2 separate regions of the Callithrix jacchus genome follow, and region 2 is linked to region 1. Evidence: chromatin contacts called from public Hi-C data. All regions are on one chromosome and are shown on one strand. Each heading gives the region's core, a stretch centred on a gene start, on an enhancer-like site or on the middle of the called end of the contact. The rest is flanking DNA. Distances are from core to core; before and after follow the strand shown. Region 1 overlaps KLF3 (KLF transcription factor 3). Region 2 overlaps LOC118152327 (a long non-coding RNA gene).

Region 1 (3,744 bases), core at 108-2,607:
ATGAGATTTTAATGATGGTTGGTTCTAGATTTTCTTTTTGCTTGTCTTTTTTGCCCCCTAATTTTCCTGTAACCAACATAAGGGGAAAGGGGAAGGTGCTTAACCATCACATGTAATGTGAACCTCTGTAAAGAGTTGCCCAGCAATCCAAGCAAGCTTTGCCGCTCAGAAGGGGCCGTACATATTGTTCCAGAAATGTCAGGGTTTATGTATTGAGTTAGAAACGCTGGTTGCTTCTCATCTGGTTATGACCAAGGAGTCTGATTTTAATTATGTAAATGGCATCTTTCATAGGTAAGGGAAACCAATTCCAGCCATTCTAGGGGTGGGGGAAAAAAGGAGTGGAAAGGTGGAATGAGGAGTATTATATTTTATTTTACTTTTTATTTATTTATTTATGGTTTGTTTGTTTTTTTTTCTTTTTGAGATGGAGTCTTGCCACATCACCCAGTGGATGGAGTTACAGTGGCACCATCTCGGCTCACTGCAACCTCTGCCTTCCGGGTTCAAGCAATTTTCCTGCCTCAGCCTCCCAAGTAGCTGGGATTATAGGCATGTACCACCACACCCAGCTAATTTTTGTATTTTTAGTACAAACGGGGTTTCACCTTGTTGGCCAGGCTGGTCTCGAACTCCTGACCTTAGGTGATCCACCTGCCTCAGCCTCCCAAAGTTCTGGGATTACAGGGGTGAGCCACTGCGCCCAGCCTATATTTTATTTTTACTAGTTTGTCTTTAAAGTACCCTTGAGATTTAGATGGATACCTTGTTTTGTTTTCTAGGCCATACACCAGAGCACCCTAGAAGGTTTAACTAAAAGAATGCTCATGTTTGACCCAGTTCCTGTCAAGCAAGAGGCCATGGACCCTGTCTCAGTGGTAAGTCTTCCAAAATGGAACAGCTCACCTTATTTTTTCCAAGTGATGATAACATTATTGTGTGTTGAATTACTCCTTAGAATCACTCATTACTTGACAGGCATTTCATAGGCAAACTTTTTCTCAACATCCCTAGGGATTCAATAGAATCCCTAGGTATGAGTGAGGGAATTACTGTCCTAGCTGCTATGGGTCCTTTAATAAATGGGTTCTGTGCTTCCTTAAGACCTGTGCCTGGCATCCCCGTAAGATATAATCAGCATAGGACTTAGGCCATAGGCAAATCCTCTTGGTACAGAAGTAAGTTTACAAAAATTCCTCAGCCCTTTTGTGTGTAAAAATATATTAAGAATAGAATGATTTGCTTAAAACCAATGACAACAGCCATATGGAGCTGTGACTATATGAAAGATGACTGAGGGAAGCCAGCGAGAGAAAGAACTTGGCAGTGAGGACAGAATCTCATTTACTTGGAAGAGACTGGCTGTGTAGGAATTAAGTTCATTGTCCTTTTCAGCACCTTAGCGCCAAGCCAGCCCCTCCTGTGAGCCAGGCCACTAGCTGCTTTTAGGCCACCAGGGACTAGCAAGGTTTCTGTAGGTACAACATCAGTGCCATGGAGGGGAGACATGGTGACAGAAAAAGGTGTCTTGACTTCAGAGACAGGAGTGGTTTCAACTTGAGAGATCTGCTTGAGTGAATATTGAATAACAAGGCAACGCCCCCACTCTGTCTTGCTCTTTTCTTCCACGGGCTTGGAAAATATTCACAAGGGGGAAAGCTTGGCCCAAGTTGTGTATCTGAAGGTTGGTAATAACACGCTTGCAAAATTAGATCATCCTTATGCATTGGCTCTGGAGGTTCCTGCCAAAAATGTTTATACAAGACACGGGGGTCACTCCAAGGCCCTTGGAGCTGAGTTGCCATGGATATTACTAAGCCAGTGAAGTGTTTACCAGTATCTATAATGGGAGTTAAGACAGAGGGGCTTTAAGGAAATAACATTTACATTCCAGCATGATAACTGAGTAGCCGAGTGTCTGAATATGGTAGCAACCGAGCAATAAGGATTTTATTAATCAAAAAACTAAATTATTCTTTTTTTTTTTTTTTTTTTTGAGATGGAGTCTTGATCTGTTGCCCAGGCTGAAATGCAGTGGTGTGATCTCAGCTCACTGCTGCCTCCATCTCCAGGGTTCAGGTGATTCTCCTGCCTCAGCCTCCCCCGTAGCTGAGGCACCCACCACCACACCCAGCTAATTTTTGTATTTTCAATAGAGACAGGGTTTCATCATGTTGGCCAGGCTGGTCTTGAACTCCTGACCTCAGGTGATCCACCTGCCTCAGCCTCCCAAAGTGCTGGGATTACAGGCATGAGCCACCGAGCCTGGCCAGAAAACTAAATTACTTCGAATGTTACACGGTACTGTCATTGTATTCATCAAATCCCCCTCCCCGCCATTACTGCATGATCACCACGTTAGAGGAAAATGAAGGTATAAAATTTCCCCATTAATTATATTTTTGGAATAGGAATAGAGGTTTTCAGCACTGGAGAATGATTGATTTTACAAACGGTGCAGAGCCACCAGTGATGCATTTTACCGTTCAGTGTACTTCCAGTGCTTTTAATCAGGCATGAAAATCAGGCTCAAGAGTCCAATAGAAAGCTAAAGGGAAGATCCACAGTGCTAAATTGGTGTGATATGTATAATTAAGTGTGAGGAAATGCACTTAACTGAAAAAAATGTAGAGTAAAATGAATTTGAAGTCACTGTTAAGCCCGCATTGTTATAACATGTTAATGCACGAAGTTAAAATATGTAGACATGTTTTTGCAGTTAATGATCTTTTCCTCCTTCATGTGCTAGATTTCAACTGTAACTGGCATTTTTAGAATTGAGTTTCACCAAAAGTTACTGCCAGTCCTTAAAATGAAGGTGTTTTTGGGTTTTTTTTCTTTTTTTGGTTTTAACTTTTTTCAGCAGGAAGTCTTTTTTTCTTAATTCAGTGAAACCTCAGTTAACAGAAACATTTGAGGAGTGGGGTGTTAAAATGGTTTTACTTTAAAAAATTAAAAAGCTTTTGTTCCTACTCTTAAATCTTCAAATTTCATCTTTTCTGTCTTCATAGGTGAAGGATATTAAACCTAATTTATTATTGCTTTTCTTTTCCAAATTCAGTCTTTGACCTGAAGATCAAAGTCTTTGGCTATTCAAGTCAGTGTTGTAAACATTAAGGCACAATAGGACATTGTAAAAACATTTTAATTTCTACTATGAATAAAAATATTTTATGATAACTTATTTCTCCCCTTCTTCCCGCCCCCTAAAAGGAGAGCACAGCAGAAGCAGTCTGCTCATTTGGTCTTTTGCTACGTGTCATTTCCCTCTTAACCAAATATAAGCGCTCATACTGTTCTCCACTAAGCCTTGTGCTGTGAGGCTTGGGGTCACACTATTAAAATTTGCAAGAATGAGGAACAGAATAGACTTTGCCTCCCCAAGTCTGTGCCTTAAATCTCTGCTACTCGCTGTCCACCCAGTGTTGACAAATCACCAGCAGCAATCTGAGCTTCCGGTTTTGTGGGGTTTTTTTTGTTTTTTGGGTTTTTTTTTTTTTAATTACAAAATATGAAACTGTGTGTAAAAAAATGCACATGTACATAAATTGTGGGTTTTCTTTATTTTTTACTGTTTCCCAAAAGATTGAAAATTAAAGGATTTAATTCAGGAAGTTAGCAAGAAAACAAATTGCAAAAATAAAACAAAAAGTACTCTTCTATTCCTGTAGAAAGATTACTTTTGAAGATGGGATTAATTATATTCTGTCATCTAACAGACTCCTTATGGATAGTAAAGTTTGT
Region 2 (3,744 bases), core at 1,061-3,560, 490 kb before region 1:
TGAGACTTTGGCCTGGGCAGTACCTGCAGCTCTACCAGAAGAAAACACTAAACTCTCCAAGCCTCAGTTTTCTTCATGTGTAAAACAGAATAAAAACACTTACCTTAGAGGATTGGGGTGAGGATTAAGTGTAAAATAAAGGGTCTGGCTTGTAGTAATGTTTTATAATTTTTTTTCTTTTTGTGAGCCAGCGTCTCACTCTGTGGTCCAGGCTGGAGTGCAGTGGCTGGCTACTCACTGCATGATCGTGGCTCACTGCTGCCCCGACCTCCTGGGCTCAGCCGATCCTCCCACCTCAGCCTCCTGGGTTGCTGGAAATGCAAGTGTGCACTATCACACCCAGATAATTTTTTTTTTTTTGTAGACATGGGGCTTTGCCTTATCGCCCAGGCTGGGCTCAAATGATCTAATTTGGCCTCCTGAAGTGCTGGGATTACAGGCATCAGTCACCACACTTGGCCTCCAAGTGGTTTGTATTTTTATCAAGTACCCTTGTCTTTAACTTGCCTTTAGACTTTGGTGGCTGTTCTCGATTAAGCAATATCTATTTTCTACTTAATAGGTAAAAAAGGCGACAGAAATTTCTAAAATCTAGGGTAACAGAAAAGAGGTGCACAGAACAGAAAACCGTGTGATCAGGGCCAGGTGGCCCGTTTCTACCAGACATCTGGGAGAGGTGAGATGCATGAACTGGGTGAACGTTTGAGGAGGAAGAGTAAAGGGACTTCACTTTTCCCAGCTCTACATTTGGAATATTCCTGTTTTCCTTTGTGGGTTTTTGTGCTCCTCAAAGGAGACACCTAAATTCTGAGGAGTGGCCAAGAGAAGGTCAAATTGCTGCTCACAAACAATGCATCAGGCAGGAGGATTTTTTGAGGCCAGGAGTTGGAGGCTACAGTGAGCTACAGTGGGGCCCCTGCACTCCAGCCTGGATGACAGAGTAAGGCCCTGTCTTTAAAATAAATAAAAACAAATACAAAACAAAACCCCAGTGAATCAAAACCTAGGTCCTTTCTTGATTTACCTGTATTAAAAAAAATTGTTGACGTTGCTTGTTGAGGGGAGCCGTCCTGAGATTTTTTTTTTGAGATGGAGTCTCGCTCTGTCGCCAGGGTGGAGTGCAGTGGCGCGATCTTGGCTCATTGCAACCTCCACCTCCCGGGTTCAAGTGATTATCCTGCCTCAGCCTCCCGAGTAGCTGATATTACAGGCGCGCCACCACACCCAGCTACTTTTTGTGTTTTTAGTAGAGACGGGGTTTCACCATGTTGCCCAGGATGGTCTCTATCTCTTGACCTCGTGATCAGCCCATGTTGGTCTTTCAAAATGTTGGTATTACGGGCGTGAGCCACTGCGCCTGGCCGCCCTGAGATTTTTATCAGACTAATTCCAGTGAGAAGAAGCAGAGTAAACCCAGCTATTTAGGCTCATGGGTCATGCACTTCTGGGCATGAATCAGCTCTCTGCATCCTGATGTTGAAATAAGTTGAAAGAGTCAACACGTTTCCCATTACTTGGTTAATGGGAATTAACCAAGTTCCCATAGTAATGGGAACTCTTACTATGGTTGATGACAAAGGATCATGAAGACTGAGGTTTCCAGACCCTGCTGGGGATACAGTGGGCATCTGCCAGCCACCATACTTTCTCTCCTGTGAATTCTCCTGCTCAGTTGTCTCCCTACTATGTGCTCTGAGCACAGGTGGGGAGGACCCTAAACCAGGGAGCAGCAAAAGGAGGGAAAAGAGCAAAAAGCAAGGCAAAGTGGCATGCCTGTGGCAAAACCTGCCAAGTGCTGTGGAGGTGCTGCGTGTTCTTAGAACACAGCCACGGAGTGGCCGGCGGCTGGCCTGGGTGTGGCTCCTGGGGGAGCTGCTGGACTCCTCTGCTGATGTCTGTTGCAATCTCACTTTCCTCATCTGGGAAATGAAGGCACTGGGGGCTGTGGGGGAATCTGTTTGCTCTGCCTGTCAATCGTTATTACTGAGGCTCACACATTGTTGAAAAAGTCAAAGAATATTTTAGGAAAACACATACTATAATTATTTGCTCATTCATCCATGGATTGATTTATCCTCTCATTGAACGTTTGTTTTTACACACCGATCTGTGCTAGGTGCTGAGGGTACCAAAACCAATAAGACTGGATTTCATGCGCTCCTGGGCTCTTGTGAGGAAGATAGATACATATGCACATCATTCTAGAAAACCGATCTGCTTAATATCAGAAGTGTGTGTATGTGCTCAGCTCTGCCTGGAAGTGTTGAGTAGGCTGACACAAGGGCCAGGTCTTACAGGAGGAGTGAGGATGCCAAGTGGGGAAAAGGCATTTCAGAGGAAAGTCTAGAGCTTGCAAAAAAGAACTGCCTGACAGCCATGGTGAGGTTGAAAAAGAGTTCAAGCTAGCAGTAAAAGGCAAAGAAGGAAACACGGATTATCCTATTCTATACCCAGGTGAGATTCCAGTTTATCAAGAGAGAAAAACTCTTCCTTCTTCTGTACGCTAAGAAACGCTTGGATCTTTGCATTGAGATGGCCCAACATGGTTTACATGCCTCAGAGTAGCCCACTGATGCTTGTTTTCACCAGGCCATGCTGAGGAAGGTATTTCTTGTTGCTGGTTCTCACATAGACCCTTGATAAAGGCTGAAGACTCCATTACGACTGTTGTGATTCTTACCCTTTAGAGTCAAAGGCTCCTTGGAAAATCAGAGGAAAATAATAAGCTGTCTCCCCAGAAGATGCACATAATTTGCTTAAAATTTCAAGGGTTTCCAGAACCATGCTCGTGACCCCTCATGCCCATGCATGCACTGCAGGTAAAGACCTCCTACCAGCCTTAGACTGTGAGCCAGACTGGAATAAGCCAGCCCAGACATAGAGCTTTATGGTGATCTGGCCTGATGTGGGCATTAAGTTTGGACACTGTTGAGAAAGAATTGTTACGAGGTGACCTTCCATGTGCTGTGGCCAAGTTTGGGTGAGGGCAGAGTGTTGGCAAATATCCTTTGCCCTGACTTCTTATGACTTGATGGTCCTGGACCTGGGAAAAGCAGAAGCAGCTTTGTAGCTTGGCTTGTTAGTTGCCTGCCAAAGGAGCGGTAATCTGCGACCAGATCAGTGTTTGGCACACTGTGTTTTCTTGCCATTTATTCACTTGTTACACTCGAGTGTGTATACTGGTTTGCGTACTTTCTTTTGACTTGGGTTGGTGTATCAACTAGAGCAGGAGGGGCCGCAGAGATGATAGAGGTGGACCAAGGCCGTTCTCAGATGAGGAAAAGTGGAGACAGATGTGTGGGGAAGTGATGGGAGCCGGTGGTCACCTCCTTATAGCCATAGCTTTGAAAGGAAGCAGAATCCTTTCTCAGAGGGCTTTGACAGGACTAATCCTAGAGGGAGGCAAGCGAGACATTTGTTGTGGGTACGAAATGCAAGAGGGTACCCACAACTCAGGAATCCAGACAAATCAGATTTTAATGCAGTTAAAAAAAATCAAAATGCAAAAAGTTCATAGTGAATAAAACATTAACGTTTTAAGTAAAGCCAGGATGCCCTCCTGTACTTGCAAGACTCTGTCTCACTTACTTTATCCTAATCCCCATCCTGGGCTTTCTTTGGAGCCAAGAAATGCATCCCCTCAAAGTCCCAAACTTGTATTTGACCAACACAGGTGAATTGCAGTAGAACCGGTACCTGGGCATTGCTGAGTTAGTTCTTGCAGCTGTCCAGGAATAGTTCCAG

What was found. Hi-C and Micro-C count contacts between places; a contact is called where the count stands out from the background.
Region 2: a Hi-C map of skeletal muscle shows a contact between it and region 1, with 9 times the contacts expected there. The contact joins two enhancer-like sites. A contact is called at or near these places in 3 of 3 Hi-C or Micro-C datasets (induced pluripotent stem cells and skeletal muscle).

Annotation. Positions count from the first base shown.
Region 1 is chr3:155,149,189-155,152,932 of calJac240_pri, reverse strand. It overlaps KLF3 (KLF transcription factor 3), which reads left to right. Exons shown (of 6, transcript XM_078367392.1): 2 at 783-878. The coding sequence starts at 822. Among named protein-coding and RNA genes, the nearest start is that of KLF3, 18 kb to the left of the region's middle. Within about 2 kb of position 1,357, at least 3 of the 16 cell types and tissues checked have an H3K27ac peak or open chromatin away from gene starts, as enhancers often do.
Region 2 is chr3:155,644,592-155,648,335 of calJac240_pri, reverse strand. The region is part of intron 4 of LOC118152327 (a long non-coding RNA gene); the gene reads right to left. Among named protein-coding and RNA genes, the nearest start is that of PTTG2, 220 kb to the left of the region's middle. Within about 2 kb of position 2,310, at least 2 of the 16 cell types and tissues checked have an H3K27ac peak or open chromatin away from gene starts, as enhancers often do.